Regions from separate parts of the Mus musculus genome. Here all the other regions are linked to region 1. The links are chromatin contacts, called in public HiChIP or PLAC-seq, capture Hi-C and promoter capture Hi-C maps. All regions are on one chromosome and are shown on one strand. The core of a region is the stretch at or near the end of the contact, and the rest is flanking DNA. Distances in the headings are between cores, read along the strand shown. Region 1 holds the start of Mtss2 (MTSS I-BAR domain containing 2). Region 2 holds the start of Marveld3 (MARVEL (membrane-associating) domain containing 3). Region 3 holds the start of Tle7 (TLE family member 7). Region 4 holds the start of Zfp612 (zinc finger protein 612). Region 5 holds the start of Calb2 (calbindin 2). Region 6 holds the start of Rfwd3 (ring finger and WD repeat domain 3). Region 7 holds the start of Mlkl (mixed lineage kinase domain-like).

Region 1 (2,884 bases), core at 147-2,646:
TCCTAGACCAAGGGGTACAGTGCAGGACAGGAACACTGGCACTCGATGCCCACCTTGCCACTGAAGCTTTCCCTGCCTAGTCAATTCGGATCAGCCTCGTCAAACACTGGCCTCTGGGGGTCAGGGAGAATTCAGTAAATTACCAGATGGATAATAATGGCTGAGGTCCCGAAGCAGGATCCAATGGTCTCCTTATGACCTTGAGCCATTCGCAGGCCTCAGTTTCCCCATCTGAACAGGGTGCCTGCTCAGTCTGACCTTGAGTGATCAGGAAGGGGGGGTTGCTGAAAGCGCTCCCCAGGTTGCTTAGCCAACACACAGCCTACCTCCTCCCCAAGGTGGATTCAGTCCTACCCTTGGGCTGCAGGGAGGACCCCACCCGAGGATTGGAGTAATGGAGCTTGCTGGATCTGTTGGTGTGTGTGTGTGTGTGTGTGTGTGTGTGTGTGTGTGTGTGTAGGTGGGGCTGCATCCATGCAGAGGCCCGAGGCTGGCGGGGCAAGAGTTAACAGTTCTTTGCTTTATTATTTTTTTCCTGCTTTGGCGGTGACAGCATTGTCTGGGCTTCGGGGCGTCGGGGGTATGTGTGTGTGTGTGTGTGGGGGGGCACTGTGGTGAAAGGGGGCGGAGGCCCGAGAGACCTTGGATCCGTTAAAGGGCCTTAAAGGTCGGTCCTAAAGATAAACCCAATTCATAGTTTGGGGGTCTGGGGTACCGAGTGTTTGCGGACGCTCAGCTTTGGATCGGGATCCTACGGGGCGACCTCTCGGACATCCCAACCTGCGAGCACTCACTCCCACCCTTCGGACCCAGACAGGCATTGGGCGCAAGGCGGGCGCAGGAGGACAGGCTCAGATGAAACACACACACACACACACACACACACACACACACACACACACACACACACACACACACACACACTGCCCGCACACACACACACACACACACACTGCCCGCACACACACACACACACACTGCCCGCGCGCACACACACACACACACACACACACACACACACACACTGCCCGCCACGCGTCCCTCAGAGGAGACCCGTATGCCCGGAGCTTGCCCGGGGTACCTTCATGTCGTTGACGATGGCCTGGAAGAGCCCGCCCAAGGCGCCACACTCCTTCTCCGCCGTCTCCATGCTGGGGCCGGGCGCGCGGCGGCAGGGCGCGCAAGGGGCGCGGGGAGCCGTGCAGGGGAGGGGCCGGACCGCCGCGGGCGCTGCTCCGAGGCCGCGCCGGGGCTCCCTGCCTCGGGGCCGCGCTCTCAGCGGCCGGCCGCGCCGCGCTCCGGGGTTGCGGGCCGTGGGCCGGCAGCGCGGGCCATGGCTCGGTGGGGCTGGGGGCGCGGCGCGGGCAGTTCGCGGCGCAGCCTCGGCGCGGGCACTGGAGCGGCGGCGGCGGTAATCCGAGCCGCCGAAGCTCGGGCGTCACGTGGGCGCGGCGGAGGGAGGGCCGCGGGGAGGGAGCACAGGAGGGGGCTGTGGGAAAGGCCGGGCGGGCGAGGACCCATTCACGGCCAGAAACCAGGGCTTTGAAATCCGAGCTCTGGCGCTGCCAGACTGGTCCGGCAAGAGGGGCCGGCGGGAGCGGGCGCCGCCGCGGGTCGGGGCGGCGCAGGGGCGGGGCCGGGCCAGCCCCCCACCCTCCAGCGGGAGCGGACCCGGGTTTGCACCTTCAAGGCCTTGGGCTCGACCAAGATGAAACCCGCCAAGGATGCAGTCCTTAGTGCATCCCGGCCTGATGAATAGCACTGAGCATCGTGCAGAGGGGAACGGGAACTGGCCGCATTGGAGCTGTCCACCACAGACCATCCATAAAGTCCAACCCTCCTGCACAAATGTCCTTCAGTTCCTTTTCTAAGTAGTACCGGTGTCACCTGGATTGGGGGTGGAAATAGTGATGGTGTCCCGGCCCAACTTCCTCGTGAGTAGGGTCTGTGTTGAACCTGCAGAGTGTAGTGTGTGGGGATGCACGCGTGTACACATGGGAGGGCAAGTACTGCTGTCGTCCAGGAGACTCCAGGTGAACCTATTCTCATGGGGCACACATAGTTAGGGCTCCAGGGGAAAGCAGGCACAAGCTCCTGGCAACTAAAGGGCCGCAGCAGGCAACTAGGGTTCACCAGAACCCAAAGCCAGGTGACAGACGCGGTTCTTTGAGCTAAGTCAAAGATTGGGGCATTTATCTTTGATTTCCTCCCATTGCTCACTGCTCTGCAGTGTTCTGCTGTGCCATTCCTGCTTATGGGGACATCCACATTGCACAGGGACTCAGAAAGCAGGACTAAGGATCGAGAGTAAGGCCAGGAGGAAGGTACTGGTCCTGGGAAGAATTGGTCCCTGGATTCATATGGGAATCAGGGCTTAGAATGAAGCTGGCTTTCCAGGATAGGTGAGGCCCCAGGGCAGCTGCAGCATCAGGCTTGGCACAGGTGCTAGCAGAGAAGGAGCAGGCAGACTTGATTAAGGATTCTGTGATTTCTTTATTGGGGCAGGGATGGACATCATTCTGTAGAGGTCTTTGTGCTGGCCTGTGTGCATTTCCACACAGATGTACATATGCACACACACCATGCCAGTGCTCTGGGGCCAAGGTCAAGCTCTTCTCACAGACAGGGATTAGAAAGAGGCTGCTTCTGGATTCTGAGGCTGTAGTCCCGACTCAGGAGAGAATCCATCGGTCCCAGGACAGAGTGTAGCTGACAGTGCTGGGGTCCAGGTGCTCTGCTGGGAGGAGCTGAGGCTGACAGAGCCAATACCATCCCCCTCCCTACCCTGGCTGGTGGTTGGGTCCAGCCCTGCTGGAGGCAGGTTCTTAGGCTCCTTGTGGCCTCAGCTTAGAGACCCTGAGTGCTTCTTAGGCCACTAGGGCCC
Region 2 (2,790 bases), core at 40-2,539, 760 kb after region 1:
TCTTTTGCCAACGCCCATTCTCCATGGATGAGAGCCTCAGAGGGCGATACTTCCAGCTTCCATAAGAAATGAAATGCCAAGAGCTTTATACAAAGCTCAGGAAAGGCATTGCCTGCGGCCATGACCCTTCCTTAGAGCTCACCAGAGGGTCACCTCTTTGCCCTGCTGGAACATGAGCGTCCAGCCACCACGGTGAGTGCTGTAGACACAGGAGGTGTCACCAGATTCACATATGTGGGGATACAGGAGTCAGTTTCAGTCTCCAACTCGGCCCATCCTTCCTGATTCCTCAATTCTACTCAGAGCAGAGCCTCACGTTGTCTTTCTAGCACGTGTCCTTGTTCCCATCCAGTCTTTACGCAAACTGGAGCACTATCTCTGTCCAAAACGACTTCCCTGCGAACCTCCCGCACCTGCTGAGTCACGTGCTCCTGCTCACTTGCTGACCCCACTAGCAGAGCCAGTTTTCTGGTTTTTAAAAAATGTTCTTGGCAAAATTAAAGGCTACTAATAACGAGTAGAACAGTTCTTTTCTTTTCTTTTTTCTTTTAAGTGTTTTATAAGTTTGGGCTGTAACTTCTCTGAGGAGGGAGAGGACCCGTGGGTGAGAGGCTGGCTGAGCGGGTAGGTGGATGTGTGGCTATCTGACTGTGTGGGTGGATGGCTGAGAAGAAGGGTGGATGATGAGTACGCTCTGGGGAAGCAAACTCAAGACGCTTTGTAAGTTGGTCGACAGGAAATCACCACTACTGGCTTCATTTGGGGGAACTCGTCATAGCTGCTAGGAGTGAGGTCACCCCACCCAAGTTTAGATCAATGGAGTTACCAACTCCTCCCCCTAATGAGCTCTCTATCGAAAAGCTCAAATCCATGCCCGGAACTGTATTAGTGGGTTTAATGATCTTCGTTTGGGGCTGGGAATATAGCTCAGTGGTACCATGCTCACCTAGACATGCAAGGCCCTGGGATTCAAACCCAGTACCATGAAAGTAAAGAAATAAATGATTGGTCTGGCGTCCTAATAGCTCTAGCAAGAGACAGCCTTTGAAGGCTGAGCTGATTTGGTCACATCCTTTTGCCTGCTCCCTGGGCCATTTCCCTTTGATAATCCTATAAAACCTAGGACTGACATCTATTTCAGCAAGAATCCACCTCCCACTCTCCAGCCCTCGTCCACCCCACTCCCACCCCCATCCCCTCTGGCCGCACCACGACTGCCCCCTGGCGGCCAGTGGCAGGTGCGCCCTCTCCGGGCCGCTGGAGGGCAAGTGCGCGTGCGCACAGGTGAGCTGTACCGCCCCGTCCTTGAGCTTGGCCACCTGCCTGGGAAACTTATGGTTGGTTGTCGCCCTCGGATCGTTTCCGGGCGGGGACAGGAATCCGGCCATGAAAAATACTTCGGGGCACCGTGAGCCCCGGACCCGTCCTAGAGAAAGAGACCCGGACCGGCGCCCGCACCCGGACCGAGACCACCACGTCGAGCGGTCGCGGGACCGAGGCGGGGACAGGCACAGGGAGAGGAACGGTGACGTGAGAGGAAACGGGGACCGTCGGGCGGGCCGGGAACAGAGAACGGACCGAGACCAGCGCCAGGACAGACACAGGGACGCGGGCCATCGCGCATCCGAACAAAGAGCCTTGGAGAAGTCCCGTCAAAGCCGTGCGCGGCCCGAGCCCTGGGGACCCAGTTGGGACGCAGCCCCGACTCCGGGACCCGCACCCTGGGGGCCCCCAGAGCTGTCGCAGAAGCATGGCCTCGGGCGCCGCGGGTTGGAGAGGTGAGGGGTGCACCTGCTAGGGACCAGGGACCGCCGAGGGTGGAGGAGAGATGACATAAAAGAAAAAGTGGGAAAGCCCGAGAACCAGAGGAAGGAGGAGAGTTTCAGGACTGAAACTGGAACGGTTTAGAAGGCTAGGTAGGTGGGGCTAGCCGGAGGGCCACAGACTCTTAAGTCTTGTTCCCTAGCCTTCCCTCTATACCTTTCAAAGTCCAGCTTCCAGGTTGGGGGGGGGGCTGAATAAAGTTAGCCCAACGAAGAGTTAATAGTTGGACTCGCTCTTCCTGACAAGGCTATGTATGCGCAGCAGACTGCTAGCAGAAGCCGCCGTTTTAAACACGAAACTAAGCCCACCTAAACGTTCATTCTCCGGTGATGTGTAACAAAGTCAGTGAGGTCTTTCTCAGCAGCTTGTTTCAGACCGTAGGTTTGTTTAAACCCCACCCTCATGAATAGACGAACTTGGTCTGTAGGTCCCGAAATTCCCCTGTGTCTTTGAAGGTTTTGTGAATGAGGGTGGAAAGGACTAGCAGGGGACCGGTCGTCATACCCCCTCCTAGAGACTCAGCGCGCCATCCAGTTGCACAGATGTGGAACCAGGCTCTGGGGACTGGGTAAATAGAATAAAATAGGTGTCCCTGAGGGCAAAAAGTGTGTGTGTGTGTGTGTGTGTGTGTGTGTGTGTGTGTGTGTGTGTGTGTGGTTGTCAAAACTGTGCATTCTTTTCCCTGGAGACAACTCTTCTAGCTGATGATCCCCAGCCTCTGCCATTAGACTTGGAGCCTCTGCCATTAGACTTCCACACATCAGGGAAAGCTGCTATCATGAGTTTATGTTACATTATCTAAAGCCAACTCACCTCGCGAAAGCTGCGCCCAGATTTGGGCTGCTCTTTCGGTCTTTGACACTAGCTATTGTTTCCCTGGCTGCACCCATCTTGGACTGCAACCACAGGAGTAGAAAAACAAGAGGTACATTTGTGCGTTTCCTCTTAAAACCAGAGTCCTCATTA
Region 3 (2,892 bases), core at 160-2,659, 620 kb after region 1:
AAAACGTATAAAGGAGAAAATTCACAGGTACCAAACACTTCCTGCCTTCCTCATACAGTGCGGGACATCTGCAGTTCCAAGTCCAAAGAGCAGAGGGCGGTAAAGAGTAGGCTGAGGTCACAGAATCGGGGGTGGGGGGGGGGGGGGTCGGGGAGGAGACACAAAAGAGAGGTGACTTTTGCTCTGAGCAGTGTACAATAGGGTCCTTCCAGAAGGAAGGGACGGCAATGGGCCAGGTCCCTTCTCACTATTCATCTCCTCCATATTCATCTGGTCCTTTGATGTCACTGGGGAACTTTCAATTCTCCAAGCCTTATCGGGCCTCCTTTCAGACAAGCGTGATGATGGTGATCGCCTCTCACACAAGGCGCTCTCCTTTCCCACCCGGAGGCTGAACACTTACATTCCGAATCCTACAGTCCAGTTTCTGTCCAGAATTCTCCGTTTTCTTCCTAGGGAGCTTTGAGCTAAGCCTTGAATTGTCACTATCAGGGTCTTGGGGGCGACATGCCTCACCGCAGCCCTTCTCCTGAGCTCCTCTGACTGGGAGCTGGTTCATCACTAGACTGCTAGCCCTCTTTAAAGAGGACGCGGTGGGCTAACCAGTGCGCTCCCGTCGGACACCCCTGCAGCCCTCTAGTCTCCGCCATCTCTTCAGGCTCCCCTAGGAGACGCTGGGGACATTTTCCCACCAGCACCTCAGCCCCAGCTGCTGTGGGGTCCTGGATTTGAGGCAGCTGGCGAAGGGCTTCTCCTCAGGTTCCGAGCAGAGAAAGAGCCTTCGTGTGGCCGAGGGGACCCAGTGGCCTCACGCTGGTGACATGGCAACTATTTGTTTCCCGCCTTGCTGGAAGCGGCCAGGCGAGTTGCTCCACTAGGAGGCAGCAGGAGCGAAAGAGGATTCCTAAATGGCTGCTTTGCCGGCCCTCCTCCCTATGCAGGTCACCCCCAGACCCACATGTAGCGCTCATGTCCCTGTCCCCTTGCACCAGACGCCAGCTGCAGGCCCAGACAGCCCTGCACGAGGCCCCCACTCTGAGAATGGCGTGGGAGGGGGGATCTGTGCAGCTGGGTGCATGAAGCTCGGGCCTGTGCTGGGAGGAGCCCTCGGAGGCCATGCCCTGGTGACAAATGGGTGGTCCCACCCTGGGTGAGGGAAAGACAGGAGGACACACAGGGATTGACAGCGACAGACTAGTCTCTTACCGTGACTGGTTGCGAGTCTCTGCTGGGGGGACCCGGGGGCCGCCACAGGAGACACTTGGCGCAGTGTGCAGTTGAGGGAGGCTTCCTGGAGGCTGGGCTTGGACGGAGGGTGGGTGGGATTTCCGCGGCCGATAGGGGGTGGGAGCCACACCTCAAGAACATGTCAGCCATTTGAAGACCCGCCCTGCTATGGTAGATGAAACTGGAGCAGGAAGGAGGCAGACGAAAGAGTAGGCCGATGACCCCAGCGCCTTCCCAACTGGTCCAGGCCTCAGCACGGAGCCGCCCCCACCCCCACCCCTATCCTCCCGGGAGGCCTGGAAGGTGCTCTACCTGAGCTGTAGTGTGTGGAACTAAAGGAAACTGGGTCCTTGCCCAACCCAATGGCTGCGTGCTTAGCCCCCCCCCCGCACCCCCCCCCCAAAAAAAAGGCCAAGATCAGCTCCTCTCCCGTCGTCCGATTCTTGACTAAGCGGAAGGGGCTGGCAGGCATTCTGGAACAGAACTGAATGCTCTTCGCTTTCTGGTCAGGCAGGACAACAGACCAAAGTGGGAAAGTGGTCTGGAGGGTGGGGAGATTTCAGAGGCAGAAAGGCTGGAGAAGGTCTTCCCAGATGCCCCCTCTCAGACTCAGGTATACCCAGACATTTTCTGGGGGGTGACGGGTTTTGGACGGGAGGGTCCCCTCCACTCCTGGGACAGATGTACTGATCCCTACAGAAGGAGAAAAGATTGTAACAGGTGCCCATCTGGGTTTAGAGCTGCAGGTGAGAAATGTTACAGTGTAGAAAAAGAAAAAAGTCTTTGAGCCAAGGCTCCTCCTTTGTCACTGTAAGGCATCTCCTGGACCTGGGCAGCTGTGGCTGGGGTACTCTGTCTGGTGAGGAGGCTCAGTAGAGGTTTGGCAGGTGTCAAATAGCTTTCTTCACCTGCCGGTCTTAGGGGGTCTGAGCAGAGAGGTGAGTCCTGGACAGTAACAATCCTGCAGGGAGGGGGGAAAATAACCACTGGCCATCAAAGCACAGCCTTCTGGAGGCCCTGGGTCAGCCACGTCCTCATACTGGCCAAGACTCTGAGGCAGAGTTTACACAGGTGCCCACTGGTGGCAGATCTGGAACGTCAGACCTTCTGACTTAAGTGCTCTTGGATTCGAGCCTCGATAGTACATCTGCGTTGAGGGAGCAGAAAGCACATCTTGGGGTCCACGGCTGTGAGCTAAAGACGGGTGGAGTACTCCCTGGCCATCTGTTGTGAGACAGACTGTTTCCTGTGGACCTAGCGCCACTCCTGCCTTTAGGGTGTTCAGGCATGGTCTAGCACCAGGCCAGAGAGAAAGGACCAAGCAAAGCTTGTTCAGGTAGGTGGGTTCACAGGAGGTTGGGGGAGATGGGAAGAGAAAGAAGCCTTCTCTAAATGGTTTTCGGTGTTACAGCTTTCTTTATTCGGGGGTAACAAGGGCTATATAAGCCTTGGGGAGTGGGTAGGGGTCTTGTGGGTGAGTGTACATTAGTGGCTCGTGCTGGGTGCTGGGGATGATTTCTTTGCATGAAGAGGAATTCCAGGTGCTTGCTGGAAAAGCCCTTGTAGGAAGAGAGGGAATTAAACCTGTAATTTAACCATCAGGCTACACGACTACCTTAGAGGTTGTGAAGGTGGGGGTCACAGGGCTACGTGCCCCAGGGCATG
Region 4 (3,023 bases), core at 207-2,706, 640 kb after region 1:
ATTTAATTTGTCTATATTTTTTTTCTATTTTGCTATCTTTGTCCTTCACTCTGTCCAGGCGACTATATTCTACTCATAGCTAAATTCCCACAAACAAAACAAAACAAAACCCTTTGTCCTACGTTCTACATCTTGAAAAACCTAGACTACAAAAGGATTTTTAAATGTTTCTACCTCTTCAAATTGCAGGAGTTTCCCCAGCCATTTTCATTATGACTTATTTGGCAATTAAAAAACTATCAGGCTGTAAATTTTCCTCTGGCTCAGAATTAACCCTTGACCAGGAACACTCGATGCCAAATGTGTTTGGAAAACTCTATATCCACATCAAATCTTAAAAATGTCTACAAAGGGGGTGCCCAGGAAGGGGGGGTGTGAAATGAATCAAATGCATTCTACATTTGTATGAAAATTGCCTGTGAATAAAAAAGCTTGAAAAATGTATTCCTATGGATATTCTCATGTGTAGGAGACATGCACAAAGTATCCATCGTCAGCACTATTTGTGATGCATAACCAGCCTGAAAACAACCTACCCATCCCCTGAAAATACAGCTTCTGTATTGTTTTTATAGCTGGACCTTACCCAGCTGACATAGACACTACTTAGAAATTAACCAAGTACTCAAAAACAACAACAACAACAAAGCTTAAACTGTTGCATATGTATACACTTTTAAAAAAATAGGCTGTGGTAAACACAAAATTCAAAATAGTTGTTACATCTGAGGGTGGGAAGAGTCTGAGAGTCAGATGAAGAACGAATACACTGATGGATGCAGCATAAGGACCAGATTCGTTCTTATCTGGCTGCGCATAGGTAAGCATCCGTTACTTTTCTTTCTCTTAAAACTCTTTCTCTGTGTCTATCTCTGTCTCTGTCTCTCCCTGCTCCCCACCTTGGAAAAATAAGTGTTTTGGCTACGGTTATAGCCGTAAGAGACCTGCATCCATCCAAATGTCGCACTGCCTTCTACGGGGTATGAAATAGCAGCAATTCTGAAACTAGTCTGTGTGTACTCTTGCCATGTCGTCATCTTGTGTGCATGTGTGGGGCCTGACGTCGATGCAGCAGACCAGGCCTTAAGCTCGCTCTGTCCCCAACGGCTGAGAAGTGGCCCTGCTTTCCCTGCGGTGGCCCCGCGCCCTTCACCCTGCCTGGAGCCCGGGACAAGCAGTACACACCTGCAGGGCCGCGGCGGGTCAAGAGACCTGCGATGTCACCTCGAGCCGCTTCGCCCCCGCACGCAGCTACCCCTCTGTGAAGTGACACAGCTTCCCCGATCCGCCACCTGCTGAGTTTTCTGGGTCTGACAATGGTCGCCACTCAAGCGTCACCGCTGTGGACACGGAGACTTGGTGGCCCGCGAGGCTGGCTGCGGGAGCCCCTGCGTGCTGTCCGCCAAGACACACCGCGAACCGCAATGGGTCCGCACTCACCTGCGCAGCACGGTCCGCGCGCGGCCGGAAGTGCGTCACCGGCCCGACCCCGCCCCTCTAGGAGTGCTGCCCCCTCCCTCTCTGGGGTGCCCGCCTGGCCTCTGCGGTTCTCTGTCGCCTAGGACTCAAGCTCTTTGTCGTGGGCCATGGGTTCTGATGTCTTAGGACCCTTACTCCTGGAGTACTGGATAGACCCACCCGAGAAAGGCCACCCGAGTTTATGTCTTGGTAAAGCTGGAGGTGCCAGCAGGTGGACTGTGCCAGTGCGTCACAGGCTGGAGGACCCAGGGTCCACTTTAAAAATAAATGTTATGTAATGTCATGCAGGCCTGCTGCTGGGCCTTGATTGCAGTTGTTCTGGAAGCTGAGGCTGGAGATGGCGCTTAATGATACACTGCTTCTCGGGCACTCTGGGTTCAAAAACCAGGACAAATAATAATAATAACAACAACAACAACCTGATTTCCTACCATGAAATTCATAACTACCTGCTGTTGACACAAGAAAACAACTCTTACCTTAAAGGGGATAAGAGATAGTTTATTCTCAAACCAAATTTAAGTGATCATAGCCCAGGAGCCCAGATTTAGGTTGCCCCAAATTCCACGTTCCAACGCGGAAGCAGTTTTATAGTTTTACAGATCAAAAAAGTCCTAAATCAAAGTTTAAGATATATTGGTTGGGCCGGGCGGTGGTGACGCACGCCTTTAATCCCAGCACTTGGGAGGCAGAGGCAGGCAGATTTCTGAGTTCGAGGCCAGCCTGGTCTACAGAGTGAGTTCCAGGACAGCCAGGGCTGCACAGAGAAACCCTGTCTCGAAAAGAAAAAAGAAGAAAAAAAAAAAAAAAGATATATTGGTTGGGTGCATCAGAGAGGTCGGTACAGCAAGATAGGGGTCGCCTTTCTATATTTCAGATGGATGCTATATGATAACCTTCTTGGCTTTTGTGTTGGTGGAAGTCAATGGCCTGTTACAAGATCCCAACAGGTGTTTAATCTATATTACAGGATGTTAGTTCTTACAGAAAAATAAGCAAGAAATGGTTATTCAAAGTGGTAACACTGGCCCAAAATAAGATAATTAGCTAGCCTTGGCACCTGTAGCATTCCAATATCTCAACAGCACTATAGTTCAATGAGTCAGTCTCTGTAGACATGACTTCTGTTCGGGAACTGAAAATTGGCACTGCCTAGAGACCCACAAGTAATACATAGTAGAGGATACATGAAAATGATTTATAGTAACAACACTACTTTGGTCTAATGGCATACATATTTGCCATTGTCCCACATGGAATTCGGATGTCAGAGCCACAGAGCTCCTGTCTTTCGCTGGTGTTTCCAAAAATCACAAGAGCATGATCTAAAACGGTGAATGCTCTTTTGACAGAGTTCTGAGTGAAACACAGAATGGTTTTTCTCTTCATGATGCTGGAGTCAGATTCCTGGAATTGCTACACGCGTTGTCTGAGTCCTAGATTCTGGCCAAGGTTTTCACTTACATAAATGACTAGTCACACACTAGCAAGTCTTCCTCTGTAGCCAAGACTGTCTTACATCGTCGGCTTTGTGGCACTTCTGA
Region 5 (2,826 bases), core at 298-2,797, 550 kb after region 1:
ACAATGAACCAAATTTGCCCACAGACTGAAACCTCTAATAAACATTTTTACTCCTTGAACTCGACCTCCTCTGGTATTTTACCATGGCGATGGAAAGCTGACCAGTGCTCCCTCTGATCAAGGAATCCTTTCCAAGCTCACCAGAGAGCACAAGCATAAAGGACAGGAACACAGACTCATGTAATCCCCAGAACAATCCAAGATGTCAATACCCACACACCCATTTTACAGACTCGGAAAGCCAAGGCACAGACAGGCTGTGTAAGCCAAACAACGTTGTGGAGGTTTTGTTGTTGTTTGTTTAGGAACTAGACCCGAGGAGTTTGATTCTATTGCAACTGTTCTTTAGGACTGAGCCTTCTTGCCTTCTCGAAGGCAAGACTCAGGCTGGGGGACTCTAGCTTAGTAATTTCTCAGCCCTGGCAGCAAGGAATGCTGGGTTACAGAAGCCCCAACAGTTAGCCTATTTTGCTGCGTCTTTCCCAGTCTGTTCTTGTAAACAACCTCAAACTGTGTGCCTGGGCAACACACCAGCAGTTTTGAAACTTGGGCTCCATGTTGCCCTTTGAGGTTAGCTCCGAGCTACCTCAACCTGACCCCAGGAAACAGCCTGCTCTTCTCCGCTCCCCCCCCTCCCCCCCACCCCACCCCGGGTTCTCCTCTCCCCTAGCGACCTGCTTTAGATTCTCACCTCCTTCTCTTTTGCTCTCCCTTCGAAGGCAGCTCAGCTAACACTCATTAGCACATGTTAATGAGCAGCAATTCAAGTCTCTGTCCTTCTTTTTAGGGGCAGGGTGCTTGCTGTTGCTCTGAAGGTAAGGTGTCCAAGAAGCAAGCACACACTGCAGACCTTTAGAGTAGGGAGGATATGGGACGGAGGCTGGCTCTCTGATTGAGGAGACCCCACGGTGTGCTGTGCTTGCTGTCTGTTTTCTTTAACAGAAGTTCAGCACATCTTTGGGTCAGAGTTTACCGCCATCTACCTACGGGACTACGGGAGGCTCCAGTCTGCTACTACCTGGATAAAGGTCTAAAAGTCTGCAGGATGTGACAGATACCGGAGGGAAGTGGGTTACTGAACAGTGGAGTAGTTCCTCCATTCCCATCTGAATCCTCATTGCACCTTGTCGATTCCAGTTGTCCACCTACGGTAAAACCTTGAGAACCCTGCTTTCCTGCAATCCTGGTACCCCTCGAGGGAGTCACAGGACAGGAAGAGTTCTGGGCTCAAATCTTAGCTTTGCTACTTGTTAATAATGCTATTGCTGCGACTAGAAACTGGGTGTGCTCAAGATGGACAGAGGGAAGGGAAGGCAGGAGCTGCCTCTCCCCATTTCCAGCTAAATACCTGCGGTGTCCCCGGAGGGCACCCAGAAGTCTCATTGAACACTCTCTCCCGGTCCCCAGGAACCCTGGCAGAGAAGAGCCCCCGCCCGTGCAGCGCCGCGCCCTGCGCGATTCCCTGAGTGTGCGCGCCCCCTTCCGGCGGCCCGACGCGGCGCAGCTCCGGGCTGCATATAAAGGCAGCGTGGCGCGCAGCCCCAGCGCGAGAACCAGAGCCAAGCGGCACCGAGTGACAGCGCGCTGAGAGAGAGGCTTAAGATCTCCGGAGCGGCTCGCCATGGCTGGCCCGCAGCAGCAGCCCCCTTACCTGCACCTGGCCGAGCTGACTGCATCCCAGTTCCTGGAAATCTGGAAGCACTTTGATGCTGACGGTCAGTAAAGCTCCCAACTTCTGGGCCCCTTGACCCTCGGGGACCTGAGCTTGGCAAAGGGGTCAGGGGCATGGCTCAATGCGGGTAGGTATGCTTCGCCCCCAAGTGGTTTGTTCTGTGGCAGAGCCTGCTGGGGTCTTGAGTTCGGGGAAATGCCCGGCTGCCCTGGTGGCAACTGTCAGTAAGTTTTCCCAATGCAGGGTGGCCAGGGCCCAGGTTCTGAGCAAGTCTGAGCGTTCCCAGAGAGGAGGCCTAGGCAAAAAAAGGCTCCCATGACACATTCCCCTGCCTCCTTCCTCACCTTTTCCTTCAAGCTAACGCCCTGCTTCCAGTCCCGTAGCCACAGGTCTCCAAACCTCACTCTCCCTTCTTGCTTCTTACCCCCATCACCAGTTTCAGAGGCTCGAGAAAGCTGAGCGTCCTGAAGGGAACCTGGGGGGAGGGGGCGGCTCCCCTAGCCTGGTTGGCCAGGAGCAGGAGTAGAGGATGCATTGGGGGCTTTTTTTTTTTTTTAAACAAACCAAGGCTTTCTTTATCTATTTTTTTTTAAAACCCTACCAGTATGTGGGTTTCCCAACTACAGCAGCAGCGGATGTGGTGGGAGGGTCCTGGTATTAGCCCCCAGCCTGCTACCTGGTAATATAGATTCCTGGGTACCCTGTGAGTCTGTAGATGGGGGTGGAGGGGAGTGGTGTCACACTCCAGTGACCAACACTCCACTACATGGTCTTGACAATGACCAACCCAAAAAGTGAGGTCCAGGTGAATGGTTTTGGAGGTGGCTTCCAGACCTGGGATTCTAAGTGTCTACAGTCTTATCTGACTCAAATATAAAAGAGCACACACACCACCCCGTCCCTCACCTCTCCTCTGTTCCCACCCCCCAGCTTCTGATATTGCCCGAGACTTTTCTATCACTCAAGAAAAGAAAAGGAAAAAAAAAATTCAATTCACCCTCCAACGCCTGGCTAAGATGAACACCCAGAATGCACTGGCATCTCAGACCTGTTGGCAGGGTGGTGGCTCAGTGGCCCTGTTTATCCCGGGACTGAGAGGGAGGGGGCAGGGAATAGTCTTATCGGTTAGCAACTCCCTACATTCTCTCCTTCCT
Region 6 (3,011 bases), core at 406-2,905, 580 kb before region 1:
AAATATTTTACATAAAGCTAATAAAGACTTTGATGGCTAGAGTCAAATTTTCTGTTTGCTTCCTTTCATTGTGTAATTAGCCAACAAAGAGAACCGTTCAAGATTTTTCTTCCTGGTCCACAAAATATCCGTGTACATACAAAAATAAAAAAATCCTTTCTCCTGCTGGGCGTGGTGGCGCACTCCTTTAATCCCCGCACTCGGGAGGCAGAGGCAGGCAGATTTCTGAGTTCGAGGCCAGCCTGGTCTACAAAGTGAGTTCCAAGGCAGCCAGGGCTATACAGAGAAACCCTGTATCGAAAAACAAACAAACAAACAAACAAACAAAAATCCTTTCTCCTTATTTTAGCCACTCGGGACACCAGCAGCAGCTTGTTCTGATAGCAAGAAAAGGGAAAGGATAACTGTCGGTACACGGGGAACTGAAGAAGTGGCTCACAGGTAGAAAACTGGCTGCTAGTCCCCAGGCTCCGTTCCCAGCACTTACTTATTTTCTGTATATGAGTACACGGTTGCTGTCCTCAGACACACCAGTAGAGGGCACCAGATCCCACTGATGTTTGTGAACCACCATGTTCCTGGGAATTGAACTCAGGACTTTTGGAAGAGCATTACAGTGATGTTAACCACTGAGCCATCCCCTCAGCACTGTGAAGAGGGCTTTTGGGTTGTTTGTTTGTTTGTTTGTTTGTTTAAAGACCTTTAAGTAAGATTTCCTTCTTCAGAAACATGTTTGGAAAATCTTACGTGACAATTTATATTTCCAAGCCATTTATCATAGTAGTTTTCAAGTTGAAGACATTGTGCAAGATTTAAAAAAAAAATTTTTTTTTCCGACCATTGCGGACAAGTTGCTCAACCCAATGAGAGACTCTACAGGCTCTGGAACTCTGGGGACAAACTTTTAAAATCATCGATAAACTCTTTAATAAAACCTTAGGAAGAAGCAGGGGAAGTCACTTTTAAAGAATTATTTATTTATTTTATGTATATGAGTACACTGTTGCTGTCTTCAGACACACCAGAAGAGGGCATCTGATCCCATTACAGGTGGTTGTGAGCCACCATGTGGTTGCTGGGACTTGAACTCAGAACCTCTGAAAGAGCAGTCAGTGCTCTTAACCACTGAGCCATCTCCCCAGCCCCCGGGAAGTCACTTTTAACATTTTCTTTCTTTCTTTATTTTCTTTTCTTTTTTTGGTTTTTCGAGACAGGGTTTCTCTGTATAGCCCTGGCTGTCCTGGAACTCACTTTGTAGACCAGGCTGGCCTCTGCCTCCCTGAGATTAAAGGCGTGAGCCATCACCGCCCGGCCACTTTTAACATTTTTCACTCTCAGTAGAAGAGGAAGGGGAAAAAAAAAAAAAAAAAAACCAACTCTCTTCCTCAGGGCTTCTTCCCGCCGAACAGTTCAAAGGAAGGGGCGCGAGATGGCGGACTCCGCACGACTACCAATTGCAGGAGGCGCCTTGGCCGGAGGTTCTCGCCCAGAAATGTATCAAAGGCTGACCAATGAGGGCGCCACTATTTCAGCTGGCGGCGACCGACGGAAGAAGAAGAGAAGAGATTGGTCGCCGTCCGCAGTGGCTGGCCAATAGGAGCTCGCCGAGCCGCGGCTCCAGCGGGGGCGCCTCAGGGTCCAGAAGAGCTGCTGGGCGCGGGCGGAGCGGGTGCGCAGTAGGGGATGCGCGGTAACGATGGCCGAAGTCGCGGTCGGCCAGGCGTCCGACTTGGTCCCCTCAGGTGAGGCTGCTCCCTGCTTCTTCTCCGCCCTGGGGGCCTCTGGATGCGGGTGGTGGTCCCTTGCTCTGCGGCTGCTCACGGGGCCCAGCGAGGTGGGCGGAGGGCGCGCTGGGAGCTCGGCGGTCTCCTTCGGTCCGGCCTGAGGACCTCGACCTTCTTCCTCCTCCTTTCCTGAGGAATGGGGGGTGGGGGAGAGCTCGGGAGGAGCTGAGACGGGGCTCGGCTCGCACCGATTGCGGACCCTCCACGGAGTCGTTCTCCGGGTGCTTCCCGCGCGGGTCGAGCCCCGGTGACTGACTCTTTGACCCTTGTCGCTCGCTGTTTTAACTTTTATCACCGCAGCGGAACTGCGACCGAAGGATATTTTCATTCTCCTCTTCCTGCGGGGAGGCGGGCGTGGGCAGACAGGTTAGGAAACTTAACTTTGGTTCCGCAGCTACTAACAGGGCGAGCCTGGATACGAACCCGGGTCTGACTGAATCCCCGCGGGCTCCCGGCGACCTGTTTATTGGGGCAGCCGTCGCTCCCGCCTTCTGTGTTTATCGAAACCAAAGCTTAGCAAGGGTGGGGGGCAGAGGTGGAGTTCACGGTCTGAGGGCCGCTGACTTTTCGGGGCCATCGGACTAGCGTTTGTGTCACTTAAAGAAGGGGCTCATACGAGCACGAGCCCAGGATTTGGGGAACGTGTTTTGTTTTTGGATGTGTGTGTGTGTGTGTGTGTGTGTGTGATTGAGGAACTAAATTGTAAACTTTAAATAGCAGCCTGTAAGAAGCACTGTTCAGAGAGGACAGTTAAGTGCATCTAGACCTAACTTAGGCATGCTTATTTGTGACAGTCCCCCTCTGGAATCCGGACTGCTCTCAAACTTGAGGCAATCCTCCTCTCTCTCTCTAATGATGGAATTACAGTTTTGAGGAAATATGCAAGGAGTATGGGGGGGGGGAGCTATTTTTAAAAGATAATTCTTGTGAGGATGTCGTTAAACTTTAGAGCCATATTAAAAGCATCAGTTCACATATTTTTGAGTAGTGAAGAGCTTAATTTTTAAAGCCTATCACCTTTTTTGCATAAAAATTTAAAATTGATAAGATTCTTTTCTAGAAGTCTGCTAGAGTTTTAGTAGTGAACAGCTCCTGGTATATTCTTGATTGTAGCTTTTGGTTTATCATTTTGGACTTTTTTTCCTTGTGTTTTTGAGAAGTGGAAGACACGATCAGTATTATTTAGCACCAGCAGTGACAGTCAATGGATGCTGTGTGAACTTCACT
Region 7 (2,886 bases), core at 344-2,843, 620 kb before region 1:
CTGACAAGGGAGAACAATTACAAAGTGGGCCTGATGGCCCGAGTCTGTTATTCCAGCCACATGGGAGGCTAAGAAAGCAGGGATCACAAAAGTTCAAGACCTCCTCAGGTAACTTAGAGAGACATTGTCACAAAACAAAGAGGGGGCTGGCTCGGTGATAGGGAACTTGCCTAGCAAACACAGAATCCTGGGTTCAATCCACAGCACCACAGAAAAGAAGTGTGGTGGTGCACTTCTGTTATCCCAGGATGAAGGAGGGGAGGCTGGAGGACCAACAGTCTAAGAACACTCTTGGCTACACAGTGAATTCCATGCCAGCCTGGGCTACATGAGATCTTGTGGGGAATGTCTGTGGGGAGAAAGGGCAAAAAAAAAAAAAAAAGAGAGAGAGAGAAAATGGAGCAGGTGCAATGGCTCAGTGGTTAAGAGCACTGACTGCTCTTCCACAGGTTATGAGTTCAAGTCCCAGCAACCACATGGTGGCTCACAACCATCTGTAATGGGTTCTGATGCCCTCTTCTGGTATGTCTGAAGACAATGACAGTGTACTCACATAATATAAAATAAATAAATCTTTAATAAAGAAAAGAAGTGAGAAAACAGGTAAACTAAGCCCCCCAGACATCCCTGAACTATGTTGCCTCAAAGTAAAATGTCTCCCCATACAATTTATTTCTATTCTTTCCCAGCTATATAGCATGAGTCAGCCAACGGCATTTTCTTCTTTCTTTCCTTCCTCTTTTTAAATTTTGTTTTAGTTTTATTTTTGAGATATATATCTCAACATATATCTGAGTGTGTGTGTGTGTGTGTGTGTGTGTGTGTGTGTGTGTAGAGCTTTAGCGCTCTTGGAACTGGATTTGTAAACTAGGTTGGCCTCGAACTCACAGAGATCCTGAGTGCTGGGACTCAAGGTCTGTGCCACCACCAACTAGCTAATGAAAGGTTATTTCTTATACTAGCTAACTGGGGGTATAACTGACAAATAATAAACTCATCTTGAAAAATAACAAAGTTTGGAGATGACCTTAGAAGGGGAAAAAAAGGAACTGACCCCTACTTGGGTAACTTCACACTCCCTTAAACTTCCTCCATTACTCTCCATCCCCTGCCCCAGGATTATTCAACACAAAGCAGCTAAAGGAACCGCCTCAGCACTTCTACGGGTTACCTCCATTTTTATGTATTTACCGGTGTGGTATGCATGCGTTTGCGTGCCAGGGCCAGTGCACACGTTGAAGTCAGAGGACAAGGCCTTTTGCCTCGAGAGAGGAAAATGACTCAGGACATCCGCCTCACTTTCGTTTTCTTTTTCTTTTTCTTTCTTTTTTTTTTTTTTTAATTATGCTGAAGTTCCAGGCTATCCCTTACACTGGCTATCAGGGCTCTCTGCAACCTTATTTTCTCAACCCCCAAATTCAAGACCTCAAACAGAGAACCTGGGAAGAGTAACTATTTAATGGATTTGGGGAAAGAATCAGCCAACTAGGGGCTTCAACTGGGAGCTGTCCAGAGAGCGGGTGTGGGAAGCTGGCATATCTCCAGTAGGAGTAGAAAGCCGGGGGAAGGCGTGTCAAACTGGCCGCGGCTTCCGGAGCAGAACTCTGGACAGAAATAGCTGTCGGACAGGTTGGTTTTGAGGACTCTGCTGGAGCATTGCTGCGTTGGCCCAAATTTGACTTTAGGCGGGAACCGCGGCTGGTGCGGAGTTCCTCCGAGAGGCGAGAGCTTTAAGGTTGCACCAAGGGAGGGGACTCAGGACACCGGGGACCTGCTCCGACCTGGCGTGCATTGTCAACGAGGCAGAAGACCGCGGTCCGGGAGCGGCGGGAGACTGATGATCCTACAGGAACTGAGCGCAGGATAGACCGGACGAGCGCCCCTCGGAGATCACGTAGAATCCAGTGAGCTGTAGCGCGGCAGGAGGAAGCAGGAGAATCCCAGAATCACAGATTGGACTTCCTGGAACTTAGGGTGAGTTGGTTTCGATTCCCTAACTAAATTGGGCTGTTATTCTGCTGAGATCTCTGCTGACCTTTTTTTGCCCAAGGAGGATGGAGATCGAGGAATGGCATTCGAGGAAAGGCAAAAGGTGGGGACTGGGGACCCGCCCCGAGGTGCCCAAGTCGTAGAGTAGATGGGTAGTCAGTAGGACAATTAATTTCCAGCACAGACGATTACGGGGGTTTGGGGTAGGGGTGGGGGAAGCGGGGACTCAGGACAGGGTTTCTCTGGGTGGCTCAGGCTGCACTGGAACTTGGAACTTGTTCCGTAGACCAGGCCGGACATGATCTCAGAGATCTGCCTGCCTCTTGATTGCCAAGTGCTGAGACTAAGGGCATGTATGCTCCACCATTACTCAGCGGGATTCCAGTTCTTAACTATGAACGCCCTCTTCCTTTTCTGGGGCCCATTTCACGAATAATCTAACGTAAAGTTTTTTTTTTAAAGGGCATCTGATTTTTTTTAGACTATTTATTTATTTGTTTATCGAAACAGGATCTCACTGTGTAGCTCTGGCTGGCCTGGAACTCACTGTATAGTCCAGGCTGGGGGGGGGGGGGAGGATATGAGTAATTAATATATTTAGTAGTGCTTCCAGATTTTTCTCCTTTGCTCTCAGACATCCAAGAAAGAGCCTTGACGACTTGGGCTCACCATCTGGGAATGGCTGGGCCCCGAGATCCATTGATTTTTCTCTAAGAGCGTCCTGACAGGCTAGAGAGATGGCTCAGCCATTAAAGAGTACTCTGACATTAATGCCTGTGCCTCCTGCCCAGGAATCCTGGGGACAAGGAAAACTAATTACTCACATGCTTGATTTCAGTTTGGCTGCTTTTTCACTTTTTTTTTTTTTTTTTTGGTAAGATTTAGATTTATTTAATT

What was found. Promoter capture Hi-C pulls out the DNA fragments that hold promoters and counts their contacts. HiChIP or PLAC-seq counts read pairs in DNA pulled down with a chosen protein or histone mark. Capture Hi-C pulls out chosen DNA fragments and counts their contacts.
Region 2: an H3K4me3 HiChIP or PLAC-seq map of embryonic forebrain shows a contact between it and region 1, with 5 times the contacts expected there. The contact joins the promoter of Marveld3 here to the promoter of Mtss2 in region 1. A contact is called at or near these places in 1 of 39 promoter capture datasets (hippocampal neurons), 1 of 484 Hi-C or Micro-C datasets (cortical neurons), 5 of 115 datasets of contacts at active chromatin or transcription factors (astrocytes, embryonic forebrain, embryonic stem cells and 2 more) and 1 of 9 other capture datasets (pancreatic islet).
Region 3: a promoter capture Hi-C map of the HPC-7 cell line shows a contact between it and region 1. The contact joins the promoter of Tle7 here to the promoter of Mtss2 in region 1. A contact is called at or near these places in 5 of 39 promoter capture datasets (the HPC-7 cell line, cranial neural crest, embryonic stem cells and 2 more), 5 of 115 datasets of contacts at active chromatin or transcription factors (SST interneurons, astrocytes, embryonic forebrain and 2 more) and 1 of 9 other capture datasets (embryonic stem cells).
Region 4: a contact with region 1 is called in a capture Hi-C map of embryonic stem cells, with 2.9 times the contacts expected there. The contact joins the promoter of Zfp612 here to the promoter of Mtss2 in region 1. A contact is called at or near these places in 3 of 39 promoter capture datasets (embryonic stem cells, frontonasal cranial neural crest and hippocampal neurons), 2 of 115 datasets of contacts at active chromatin or transcription factors (SST interneurons and forebrain) and 1 of 9 other capture datasets (embryonic stem cells).
Region 5: a contact with region 1 is called in an H3K4me3 HiChIP or PLAC-seq map of embryonic forebrain, with 5 times the contacts expected there. The contact joins the promoter of Calb2 here to the promoter of Mtss2 in region 1. A contact is called at or near these places in 4 of 39 promoter capture datasets (cranial neural crest, frontonasal cranial neural crest, hippocampal neurons and 1 more), 4 of 484 Hi-C or Micro-C datasets (cortical neurons, embryonic stem cells and palatal mesenchyme), 7 of 115 datasets of contacts at active chromatin or transcription factors (differentiating embryonic stem cells, embryonic forebrain, embryonic hindbrain and 4 more) and 1 of 9 other capture datasets (embryonic stem cells).
Region 6: a promoter capture Hi-C map of embryonic stem cells shows a contact between it and region 1, with 4 times the contacts expected there. The contact joins the promoter of Rfwd3 here to the promoter of Mtss2 in region 1. A contact is called at or near these places in 4 of 39 promoter capture datasets (cranial neural crest, embryonic stem cells and liver), 1 of 115 datasets of contacts at active chromatin or transcription factors (embryonic hindbrain) and 1 of 9 other capture datasets (pancreatic islet).
Region 7: a promoter capture Hi-C map of liver shows a contact between it and region 1. The contact joins the promoter of Mlkl here to the promoter of Mtss2 in region 1. A contact is called at or near these places in 3 of 39 promoter capture datasets (liver and pre-B cells).

The regions. Positions count from the first base shown.
Region 1 is chr8:110,719,988-110,722,871 of GRCm38.p6, reverse strand. It overlaps Mtss2 (MTSS I-BAR domain containing 2), which reads right to left and starts at 1,396. Exons shown (of 14, transcript NM_198625.2): 1 at 1,082-1,396. The coding sequence starts at 1,150. Vac14 (Vac14 homolog (S. cerevisiae)) reads right to left here. Exons shown (of 19, transcript NM_146216.3): 19 at 2,474-2,884.
Region 2 is chr8:109,960,704-109,963,493 of GRCm38.p6, reverse strand. It overlaps Marveld3 (MARVEL (membrane-associating) domain containing 3), which reads left to right and starts at 1,289. Exons shown (of 3, transcript NM_212447.2): 1 at 1,289-1,778. The coding sequence starts at 1,387.
Region 3 is chr8:110,099,849-110,102,740 of GRCm38.p6, reverse strand. It overlaps Tle7 (TLE family member 7), which reads right to left and starts at 1,409. Exons shown (of 10, transcript NM_001370839.1): 1 at 1,207-1,409. The coding sequence starts at 1,377.
Region 4 is chr8:110,078,167-110,081,189 of GRCm38.p6, reverse strand. It overlaps Zfp612 (zinc finger protein 612), which reads right to left and starts at 1,456. Exons shown (of 5, transcript NM_175480.4): 1 at 1,186-1,456.
Region 5 is chr8:110,166,933-110,169,758 of GRCm38.p6, reverse strand. It overlaps Calb2 (calbindin 2), which reads left to right and starts at 1,547. Exons shown (of 11, transcript NM_007586.2): 1 at 1,547-1,715. The coding sequence starts at 1,622.
Region 6 is chr8:111,298,866-111,301,876 of GRCm38.p6, reverse strand. Rfwd3 (ring finger and WD repeat domain 3) reads left to right here and starts at 1,655. Exons shown (of 13, transcript NM_146218.4): 1 at 1,655-1,742. The coding sequence starts at 1,697.
Region 7 is chr8:111,336,912-111,339,797 of GRCm38.p6, reverse strand. Mlkl (mixed lineage kinase domain-like) reads left to right here and starts at 1,593. Exons shown (of 11, transcript NM_029005.3): 1 at 1,593-1,974.